2 separate regions of the Canis lupus genome follow, and region 1 is linked to region 2. Evidence: chromatin contacts called from public Hi-C data. All regions are on one chromosome and are shown on one strand. Each heading gives the region's core, a stretch centred on a gene start, on an enhancer-like site or on the middle of the called end of the contact. The rest is flanking DNA. Distances are from core to core; before and after follow the strand shown. Region 1 overlaps CHD7 (chromodomain-helicase-DNA-binding protein 7). Region 2 holds the start of CHD7 (chromodomain-helicase-DNA-binding protein 7).

What was found. A called contact is a pair of places that touch in the nucleus more often than the background predicts.
Region 1: a contact with region 2 is called in a Hi-C map of blood, with 1.6 times the contacts expected there. The contact joins the enhancer-like site here to the promoter of CHD7 in region 2. A contact is called at or near these places in 2 of 9 Hi-C or Micro-C datasets (amygdala and blood).

Annotation. Positions count from the first base shown.
Region 1 is chr29:11,704,293-11,709,457 of UU_Cfam_GSD_1.0, reverse strand. It overlaps CHD7 (chromodomain-helicase-DNA-binding protein 7), which reads right to left. Exons shown (of 38, transcript XM_038579376.1): 4 at 1,724-1,865. Among named protein-coding and RNA genes, the nearest start is that of CHD7, 120 kb to the right of the region's middle. Within about 2 kb of position 3,562, at least 6 of the 20 cell types and tissues checked have an H3K27ac peak or open chromatin away from gene starts, as enhancers often do. A contact at or near this core is called in blood, where this site is marked.
Region 2 is chr29:11,585,120-11,590,481 of UU_Cfam_GSD_1.0, reverse strand. CHD7 (chromodomain-helicase-DNA-binding protein 7) reads right to left here and starts at 3,518. Exons shown (of 38, transcript XM_038579376.1): 1 at 3,218-3,518.

The DNA.
Region 1 (5,165 bases), core at 2,313-4,812, 120 kb before region 2:
TTGCCTTCAAAGTCAGATCTTCTTGTGTGGTTGCTTATATTAGGTACTGAACCCATAATAGTTATGCACTAGCTAATTAGAAAGGATGCACTGATGTTTATTTGAATAGATTAGCCTTTTTCTATAAGTGAAATGCAGAAGGGGGAAAAAATCAGTATTTCATAAAGTCCAACTGAGTCTCCATTAATACAAATACTTTTAAGAAACAGCAGCATTATTTGTGAGGGAAAAATGGAATTTTCTTGACCTGTGTGGATAAATCTATTTAATGTCCAAATACTATTGTCATAAAGGCCCTGGTTTAAGCAAACACGATTCAGAAGAAAACACCCCTGTGCATAAAAATAAACTTTAAGATCATTCAAATATTTTAGTTTAAAATTCCCAAAGCCATTAAAAAAAAAAAAAAAAAAAAAAAAGAGGTTTACTTACCTTTCCTATCTTTACAGTGATGTGTAAAAGGAAATTACAAAATTCACCCAAACGGCCAGCGGCATCACAAGTTAGTTACAGAACCTAACCAAACCACATTCATTCACGCATACTCTCTTTTTCCTCTCCCTTTCGGGCCCTCTTAGCTTAAGCCATTCCGTGACATTATAGACATCAAGGAGTTCTACTAAAAAACAAACAAACAGGGGCACCTGGCTGGCTCAGCTGGAAGAGCCAGTGACTCTTGATCTCAGGATTGTGGGGTTGGGCCCCACGCTGGGTGTAGAGATTACTTAAAACTAAAACCTTTAAAACAAACAAAACAAAAAACCCCAAACCTATCTGAAATTCTTTAAAATAGAGCTGCAACTGTACTTTTTTTTCTGACTTTTAAGCGACTTGGTAGAGGTATGGGTAGCAAAGTACTTAGTGTGGACTGAAGACTCCGAAAAAGACAAGCAGGTTGTTAGGGGCTGCCTTGCGATTCTAACAGGACTCCTCGGTAACTGCTCCTTGATAACTTAGATGTCATTCACTGAAGTGACATTCCTAGCCATCCCAGTGGAACATACTGGCACACTTCCAGAGACTGTAACAAGGAAATAATTTTTAACGGTCACGTGTAAGGGCCTCTTACCTTATAGTCTAATCAGTGAAGGCAGGATGCTTTACACACAAGAATCTACATTCCTAATGTTTATTTCAGTTTTTCAACTTCTTCCTACAAAATTCTCCAAAAGTCAGGAGAATCTAACACTGAAAAGTTCTGCACTGTTACCATCCAGAAAGTCACTAACTTGTTCACAGAAACTTTATTTATTACATGACTATACATCCCAACTCTGGCCATCAGATGTCAGAAACCTTAAGATTAGCTACAGATTACATGTTGGTTTTTTTTATTCTGTAAAATAAAAGAACTGACAAGCAACCAAACTCCAGAGAAAATCAGAAATATGAAAGCAGCTTTAAATGAACCAATACATCAACAACATGTTAACACAAATATATACATACATATATCAACATCGAAGGATACATTTACAGAAATAAATGAAGATTCTCAGTTTTATTTATTGTGAGGTCAAAGATGACAAAACCAAGAAGTCAGGGGTTTAACTTCGTGTCAGCCCCCAGCTCTCACCATTGTGGATATAATGTTCCAGACAACAATAAAGCCACCTTTAAAGCAGCTCTATAACAAAGACAGGGGAGGTCTAGTGTACTTGATATGCGGCTAAAGTTACCCATGCTAAATAACCAAGGCTCGGGATCAGAATAATGGTATTACCTGAACACCTGGGTCCTCATCTTCTTCAGGAGGAGGAGATGGTGGGGGCGTTTTGTCTAAGTCTGAATTTTCAGAACCTTCTGTTTTTCCCTTGTTGACCTTTTTCTTCAAAGCACTTGCTTCTGAATCAGGTTTCTTATTACTAGAATTCAAAGTGGATCACTTAGTGTTCACTTTTTAATGAGGTTTTCCACATGCCCCATGCCTTATATTTCCCACATTAATATCCCGAAAGTATCAATGACAACTGATAAATCGATGCATGTTGGCCGTTTATAGTTAAATGGCACTCTCAATTAAGTTTTTATAGCCAAACCCCATACTGATGACCTTTGGCAAATATCTGACCTAATTAAAAAGAAATTTCATGCAAAAACTCCTAACACCACACGGAGTACATTTCCTCATCTAGACAATGCAAAATCCCTGCCAACACACCAAGCCATAATGAAAAATCAGATTAAGAAGCAGTTTTATTATCAAGTTTTTAAGGTGCAGAATGTTATGGGTTCTTTTTTTTTTTTTTTTAATTTTAATGTCAAGGGAAACTAGACTATAATGATCATTTCTTTGTGTCTCTTGCAGCTTTAAATACTCCTATTTAAGTCCTTTTTATAACTAACACTACTAGGTGTCCTCTATTATGTCATCCAGCTACATTATTATCCAATGAAGCCTTTTAAAATATAACAAAATATATGGCAATTTCCTGTTCTATATAATTTTACTTAATGCTGTCTTCTTAATTTAACATAAGCTTTATTTTGGTGCTAGGCATTTTTTTTTTTTTTGACATAGTCACAATAGCCTCTCTTTCAAAAGCTAGGTCTCTGAAATACAAAAATATAGCAAAGCAACCCCAATAATTAAAGTGCATGTTCCATAGAATGTTTCTGTCAAACGTTAATAGGATTTGAATGTTACATAAGTCAAAAGGCATGAATGAACTCTATGAAAAAAAATTTTTTAATTTAAGTTTACCATCACCTTTAGGACATTTATTTGATGTTCTTTTAAAATGTACATTTAGTGCTAACTTCCATTCCAATTTCCAAACCAGCTCCAACATTTCCTAATATTATCATGTTATCCAACGATTAATCTAACCTCGTTAATGATTTACATTTACTATTTCTAGAAAGCCTAAAATTCCAATATATTTGAAAACAAGATGTATTTCAAAAACCTTTAAAAAGTTTATTTATTGAAGTTTATAAATTCCAGAAAAGTATGCTGACAGAAAACAGCATTTTCTTCAGCCTCAGCTACTACAAAAGACGCCAAGACATCTCTATGCTTTTATTTAAATAAAGCACATCATGTAAAACATTTCAAAATTATGTTAGTATAATAAAGTATCCACACATGCCTAAAATGTATTTTTGTCATGAGTAAATAAAATATTTGGTAATCCTAAACTAGTTATTTCTAAATACTCAGCTCCTGTTTTTATTTTGTGAACACTTTAGCATAGTAAATAGCCACATAAGGAAGTAACTTACAAAGAATTCAAGATTATAGTCAACGGCAGTTAGGTTTAAAGAGTTCTTTTTATTTAAATTTTTTTTAAAAAGGTGCTGTCCTAAAAACTTTAAGTCCCCAAAAGATCCACGGAAAGAATAATATTTTTTAAAATTAAAAAAAAAAAATCCATACAACAGTTCCTCATCCAACTGTCCTAGTGTTTACGCTACACATGGACAGAAGTCTCCCCTACTATGAGGCTCCATTTCCAGCATTTATTTCCGCTCTAACTGCCACAAATTATACAATACTACAGCTGAACGCTGGGCCCCTTTCCTTTCATCTGCACGCCAAGAGCAATCAGATTACCCTGGTAACCAGCGGTCACATGACCAGCACCTGCTCTTTTGGCTGGATGCCACTGACTAAAGCCATCTGCTTCCCTCAATCAGCTTTCAAACATTCTCAACACCTGCGCTGCAGTGTTTTGTGGTTTCTTTTATCAAATCAGTGCAAAACTGCTTCCAAAACTTTACATATTTCTCAAATTTGTTTAAATCAGAGGTAGGCCTGTCACAGAGTTGAACCACTGCCAGGTAAAGTAAGTCGGCAGCCACTGCTTTTCACGGTGACCTCTCTGCACCAGAGCGAAGTACACAATTTAATTTAGTGGGGTTACTGCACCCTGTGTGAACTATCCTATAGGAGTAAAAAGGCTTACTGTCTTAAAGCCACCAGAGCCCAGGTTTGATGAAATATCAATTTGCTGAAGGAGAGAAGTGCTAATGATTTTCCATCTGCCCTTCCCATGAATGAACTATGTGGAACCTCCAAGGCTGCTAAAGTCAGACAAGACCTCTCCAAATGCTTAGGGAGGTGGTGGGGGGGGGGGGGGGGCGGAAAGCCTGTAGCCAAGGGAAGCACTCATCCCAGATCTGATTACTGAAAGATTTCTAAACTCATTAGACCTTGCACTATTAACGTTGCTCAGAGACAGCTAAGCATTTCCATGCTGACATCTTCTCAGGACATCAATATACAAATCAAAAACATGCCAAGAAGTCAGAAAAGCTACAAAATCCTCAGTGTCCACCCAAAGACATAACAATCAAGGACAAGATAAAGTTACTTTAATCACTAAATTGCCTTCATTACTGGTTTGCAGTAATCTCATTTGGATTTTCAACTATGTGTTATATTAAAACCACTCTGTCCCAAAAAAGCCAAAGTCAGGATTTTTCTTTTAACAAATGAGGTATAATATAGGATGGTGGGTTAGAGCACTGATATGGGTCAGACACACCTTAGTTCAAGTTCTGACGCTGTCACTCAGAACCTTATCTGTGTGGGACCCTGGACAAGCCACACCATTTCCCTGAGCCTCCACTCCTCATCTGTAAAATGAGGTAATTCTATCTTCCTCCAAGATTTGTTAGGAGGTTTAAATTAGATAGTGGATGAAGACTTTGGCAACGTCTGACACAAATGGCCAGGATGCACACACATCTAGAAGGCATTCTGGAACGTCTGGGAACCAAACCTCTGGCTTGGTTCAGACCCACTCGGGCCAAATCAACTGCAGACTCGGAGACAGAATCCCCAAGCAACACAAGGAGAAGGAAAGCCCTTTATCCACAGTCCTCAACACAAGTTGGAAGAACAAAGCAGCAGACGGTCTCCAATGCCGCTCCTCTCCATGCCCATGACCAGTGTTCTAGTTCAGGCAGGTATCATCTGACACCTTGCCTGTCACAACTGCCTCCCCACCGCCTCGTCACCCGCAGGACCCACAGGTAGGGGGACCTACCACCAGACTGCCGGGGGAAAGGCACACAGTCTACCTCCAAACCTCTAAGGTTCAAAGCTCACCTTTTATAATGTCAGAGCCAAAACACAGCCATACATTCCTCTCCCAAACTGTAATTTGGAAAGCTGGAAGGCACAAACAGTGCAGCTCTTCCCATTGGGGGTAAGAAAA
Region 2 (5,362 bases), core at 2,269-4,768:
GCATTTTAAACTTGACTTCTACATTTTAAGCTTGGGGGAAAAGGCATCATTTTTTCCTCAAAAGAGGAAAATAGTGTTTGAGCTGTTAAACCATCGCTATCACGTATACACAACCTGCATCATTTCTCTATCCTGACTTCCATGTCAAGAAACAGAAAAGGAAGTAATTTTTTAAATCAGCTTAAAAATACACCTATTGATTATTAAACCAAGATAACCAGAGTTTGGAATTCCCATGCTGGTCTATATTTCTTACCTAAAAATGCATTTGAATCTTTAGAAACCTAGAATAGAATTCCTCAGGCTTCAACTTACTGGCTTGCCCAGAAAGCAGAAAAAAAAAAAAAAAAAAAAGAAAAAGAAAAAGAAAAGAACGTATCAAGAGGATATAAATTATAAAATACATAGTGCTGGGAAATAATTCTTAAGTGTCAAGTCATGGTGAGGAAATTCACCTGTTACAAGCCTCACAAAAATCCATAATCTTCCTTTTATCAGGTCATCAGAGAGGGGAGAACGCCATACTCCCACTGTGTGGCAAAATAAGAAAATTTGGTTCCTAAAACCGACTGCAAGTCCCTATCCGTTTCCATTTCCAAATTCTGTTTACTTTGTAACTTTTTTCTACAGTACAGATCTTTTTCCAGCGAAAATAAACTTTTCGTGAGCAAATCTGGAAGACATAAAATGTCTCCTACTTATTATCACCTAGAAAGGCAAACCGAGTACTGCTCCGTGCCCCAAGCATCTAGCTTTCAGCCTCTTTATTATCATTGTCAATGAATGGGCCCCAGTCAAATGAAAGCTGCCATTTTAGGGTAAAGACTGGAGGGCTTCTGTTGTGCAACAGCGAGACAAAAACACTCCGCGACAGATGTACTCTGGGGGCTGGGAGACGGATTCAACTTCATAAAATCGCTGCTCAAGTTATTCCTGAAATAAGAATCACCTAGTACTCACACATTACTACAATCTAAATAGAATTACAACTAGGATAAATTAGGTTCCCATGCTGTTAAGGTCGTAGTCACTAAGATTTGTTTGTCATCGTTAGAATGGGTCTGTGAGGAAATAAAGAGAACTATTTTTTTTTTTCCTATTTGATTATTACGTACAGTGAGTACTCCCCCTTCTCGTTATTGGGAGAGAATGGGGGGGGGGGACGACATACACTCAACCTCTTTGAAAGGTACTGCCCACCGCAAAGACGGCTTCAGTTAATATTTTTAGAAAATAAAAATCAGGGCCTTCACGTAAATCCTTCAAATTAAAATAGTCAACATGCCCCAGAAATGGAGCCCAGAGGATGGACGTATTTCAAGATAAGTTATTTAAATCGATTGCTAGATAATATACAATGGGAAACTAAAAAGTCTACTTAGCGAGTGGAGAGCTGGATAGTGTATCTAATTCTAGCAATTCAAAAGGAAACTCTCCATGTGGGTTGCTACTTTTCTTTTGTCCATTGTCTGTTCAGAAGAGGGGGGAAAAACTAGTTTAAAACCGAGGCGTGAACAGTCTCTAAAAGTGACCTCCGGGAAAACCGTCCGACCCCCCGCAGGAGCAGTCCCCGCGCCGCCCGCTCCACGGGGGCGCTCACAAAGCGGGCGGCCGGCCGGGACTTGGGGTGCGCTCCCACGGCGCGGGGCTCCTCGAGGCACGGCCATCCGGAGAAAGGCGGCTCGGTAATGATGGCTGCTCGGGGCCGGCGGCTCCTTCCCCGGAGCCTCCCGACCCCCCCACCCCCCACCCCGCCCGGGATCCGCCGCCCTCCCCGCCCCACCCCCCCCCCCACCCCCCGGCTGCGCTCGCCCCGCGCGGACGCGGCCGCCCCGCACCGCAGCCCCCCGGTGCCCGCGCCCCCGCGCCCCCGCGCCCCCGCGCCCCGCGCCCCCGGCGAGCCCAGTCCCCGGTGCGAACCAAACAAACAGCGCGTCCCCCGCCGCCCTCCTTCCTCTCCCCGCTGACCGCCTGGCCTCCAGCCACCTCGGCCGTTCGCGCTCCGAGCCGCGGATCCCTGCGGGGGCACAGCGCACCCGGGCCGCCTCGGGGGCCACCAGGAGACCCCCCCGGCGCTGACCCCCCGGCGGGGCCCGGCCCGGGGCGGGGAGCCGAGCGGCCTCGGGGGCTTAAAGTCGCTATTATGCAGCCGCCGCCGCCGCCGCCGCCGCCGCCGCCGCCGCCGGCCCGGCCAGCTCGGCAAGGTGGGGTCCCCTCCTCGCCGCGCCTCCCCGCGCTCGCCCCGGCCCCGCTCCCTTTCTTCTCCTCCTCGCGCACTTGGGAGCCGCCGGGGAGCCCCGGGGGCCCCCGGCTCCGGGCTCGCAACTCCCCGAGCGGCCGGCGCGGGTCGGGGTCCGGCGGGGTCGGCCGCCCCCCGCGCCGCGTGCTCGCGCCGCCCCCGCCCCCGCCCCCGCCCCCGCCCCCGCCCCACGCGGCGGCCCCCGCGCACTTTCCCCGCCGCCGGCCCACCTCGCCCGGCCGCCGTCCGCGCCGCGCCGGGAGGGACGCACTTTGTTCGCGCCGGTGCGGCCGCCGCTCCCGGCGAGCGCGGCGTGGTCGGTCCGGGGCGGGGGCGGGGGCGGGGGCGGGGGCGGGGGTCGCCGCCGTCCCCGAGCCGCCGCCGCCGCCGCCGCCGCTCAGCCGCCCCGCGCCCGCGCGCCCATCGCCCACTCGCACTTGAGTTGGAGCCCAACTTTTCCTCCTTCCTTTTTCTTTCGATCGGAGCCGGCAACTCGTGCTCGGCGCCGGCGGGAGGAAACGCGCTCGCGCTCCCCCGCGCGCAGACACGCTCCCTCCTGTCCCCGTCCCCGTCCCCGTCCCCGTCCCCGTCCCCGTCCCCCCCCACGCCGGCAGCACAACAAAAAGCCATTTACATGCGAGGAAGTGACCCTCGGCCGGACCGCGCGCCCCCGCCGCCGCCGGCCCCGCGGACGCAGGCAAAAGTTGGGGCGCGGGCGGCGCTCGGGGCGCGGGTTCGGGGCCCGCGGGCGGCGGTGGAGGCGGGGGCGGCGGCGGCGGCGACACGGCCCGGGCGGCGCTGCGCTCCTGCGCCCACCCGGCCCCCGGCCCCCGCCCGCGCCCCGCGCCCCGCACACGCCCAACTCCTCGCTCCCAACTCCTCGCGCGGCCCCGGCCCCGGCCCCGGCCCCGGCCCCGGCCCGGAGCGATTTCCTGCCGCCGCCCCTCCCGGAGGCGCCCGGCGAACTCTCGCGCTCACCGGGTCGGTCGGGAGGCTCCTCCGCTGCCCCGCGCCGAGGGCACAGCACAACGCAGGACGGGCTCCGGAGTTGGCTCGGCGGCCGCGGCCGGGGGGCTCATCCACGGGCGCGGAGTTGGCCGGCGCGGACGGGGCTCTGGCGAGTTTCAGGGTCTCCGGGTCCCCGGGCCGCCTCCTCAGCGGCGCTCCTTTGTGTAATTCCACTCGATTCAAGTTTAATCCGATAGTTCCCGAGCACGAGCGCGTCCGCACTACCGCGGCTCAGCCCCCGCGCCGCCGCCGCCGCCGCCGCCGCCGCCGCCACCGCTGCCGCCGCCGCCGCCGCCGCCGCCGCCGCGGCCCCAGCACGCCAGCGCCTGCGCGCGCCCGGCAGCCGCGCGTGCCCGAGGCCGCGGGGCCGCGCGCGCCCGCCGCCGGCTCCCTCCGCGCCGCGCCCGCGCCCGCGCCCCCGCCCGCGCCCCCGCCCGCGCCCCCGCCCGCGCCCGCGCGCCGCCACCTGACGTCAGGCGCGCCTGGCATAATTTATGCAAGAATTCGGCCCGGGGTGGCGGAGGCCGAGGGAGAGGCCGAGGGAAAAGGGGCGGCGCGGGGCTGCGGGGCGCGGGCGCGGAGGGCGGGCCGGGCGCCACTTCCCGTCCCCGGGCGGGCGCCGGCGCTGCGGGCGGTGCTCCCCCGCGGGCCGGTGCGCGGCCGCCGCGCAGCCTCCCTGGCGGGGCCCCTCCGAGCGCCCGGCCGCCGCGCAGCAAGCAGCGCCCCGGGCGCGGGCCGCCGACGGTGCCACGTTTCCCCGCGCGGCAGCTTCCCGGAGCCCGGGTGCGCCGCCCCGGGGCAGGCAGGGGCAGGCAGGGGCGCGGGCCGCGGGGCGCGGGCCGCGGGGCTCCGGGACGGCGGCGGCCCGACGGCGGCGGGCGCCCCTCCTGCGACCATGCTTCCACCTGGAGTGATCTTCCCGCATGAGACTATCCAGATGGACACCTACCGATTCGACCGGGTCCGTCCCGCCTCCCCGACATTGCTCTTCCTGCCTCCTCGTTGACGGGACGGCCGGGTGCGCGGCTGGATCAGAAAGTTTGACCTAGATGGCGTGGATTCTGCTGACTGTGTCGCCGTGCCAAAGACGGGGGGGGGGGGGGGGGGCAGTCGTGGTGAGACAAAGAAATAGGTTGTGTGCCCATTATTACACGTGTCGGGACTAGAATGCTTTAATCATTCTTTGGCAAAAATGGCACTTTCAGATGATCTCCTGGCCCTTCGTGTCCACACCTCCTCTTCTGGTTCTCCTCCCGGTGCAAAAGCAATAGGGAATCTGGAGAAATGTTTCCTTTACTGATTTTCCTTCTAGGAGACAGACCTACAAGCATTTACCAAGCACTCTCTGTGTGCAACTTACTGAGCAATTATGGTTCTTTTAAACTGTCAACAACTGTGCGCTCTAAGATGATGTTATTAGGTTAAATACTGCATGTATTGTTAAGTCAAGGAAGAAACCTGTATCAACCCAAGATAGGCACAGAGTAAAGCGACTTGCTAGACTTCAAAATAAACTTGAGAAAACTGCAAAACTATGCAAAATATACTTTCTCCTCACCACCTGTGGTGCCAAGAGAAATCACAATATTCCTATTTGAACAAAAGATTCATCAGAACCATTTTTGCCGCATAACAACTAGAACTGTTCGATAATGTTGATTAGACCTAACCACTAAAACATTTATTTTTCTAATATTAGTAATACTTTTCTAAAGATTTGTGACATTATACTGTCATTTATCAGAATGCATTGCTTTTGGCTTTCTTTTGTCATTTGAGTGCTGTATGAAAAGAGGTAAATGTTTCACCCAAGGGATTTACAGATACACAGCATAAAGAAGATGGACCCTACAGAAAATTCTGACATTAAGAAATTGGCAAACACTAAAATCAACTTCTCCCTGTTTTATAGCCCCATGTCATAAACCAAGAATCAGAATTCTGAGGTTAGATTTACATTTCCATTAAGTTTATATCTGTTAATGAAAGCATGTGGGGGGTGCTTTAGTGTATGTGTGTGGGAGAGAGAGAGGTTAAAGACAGGATACAATGTCTACAAAGAAACCACTAGGACCTTGCTATATCAGAGGACATAAAAGTAACATAAAAGGAACT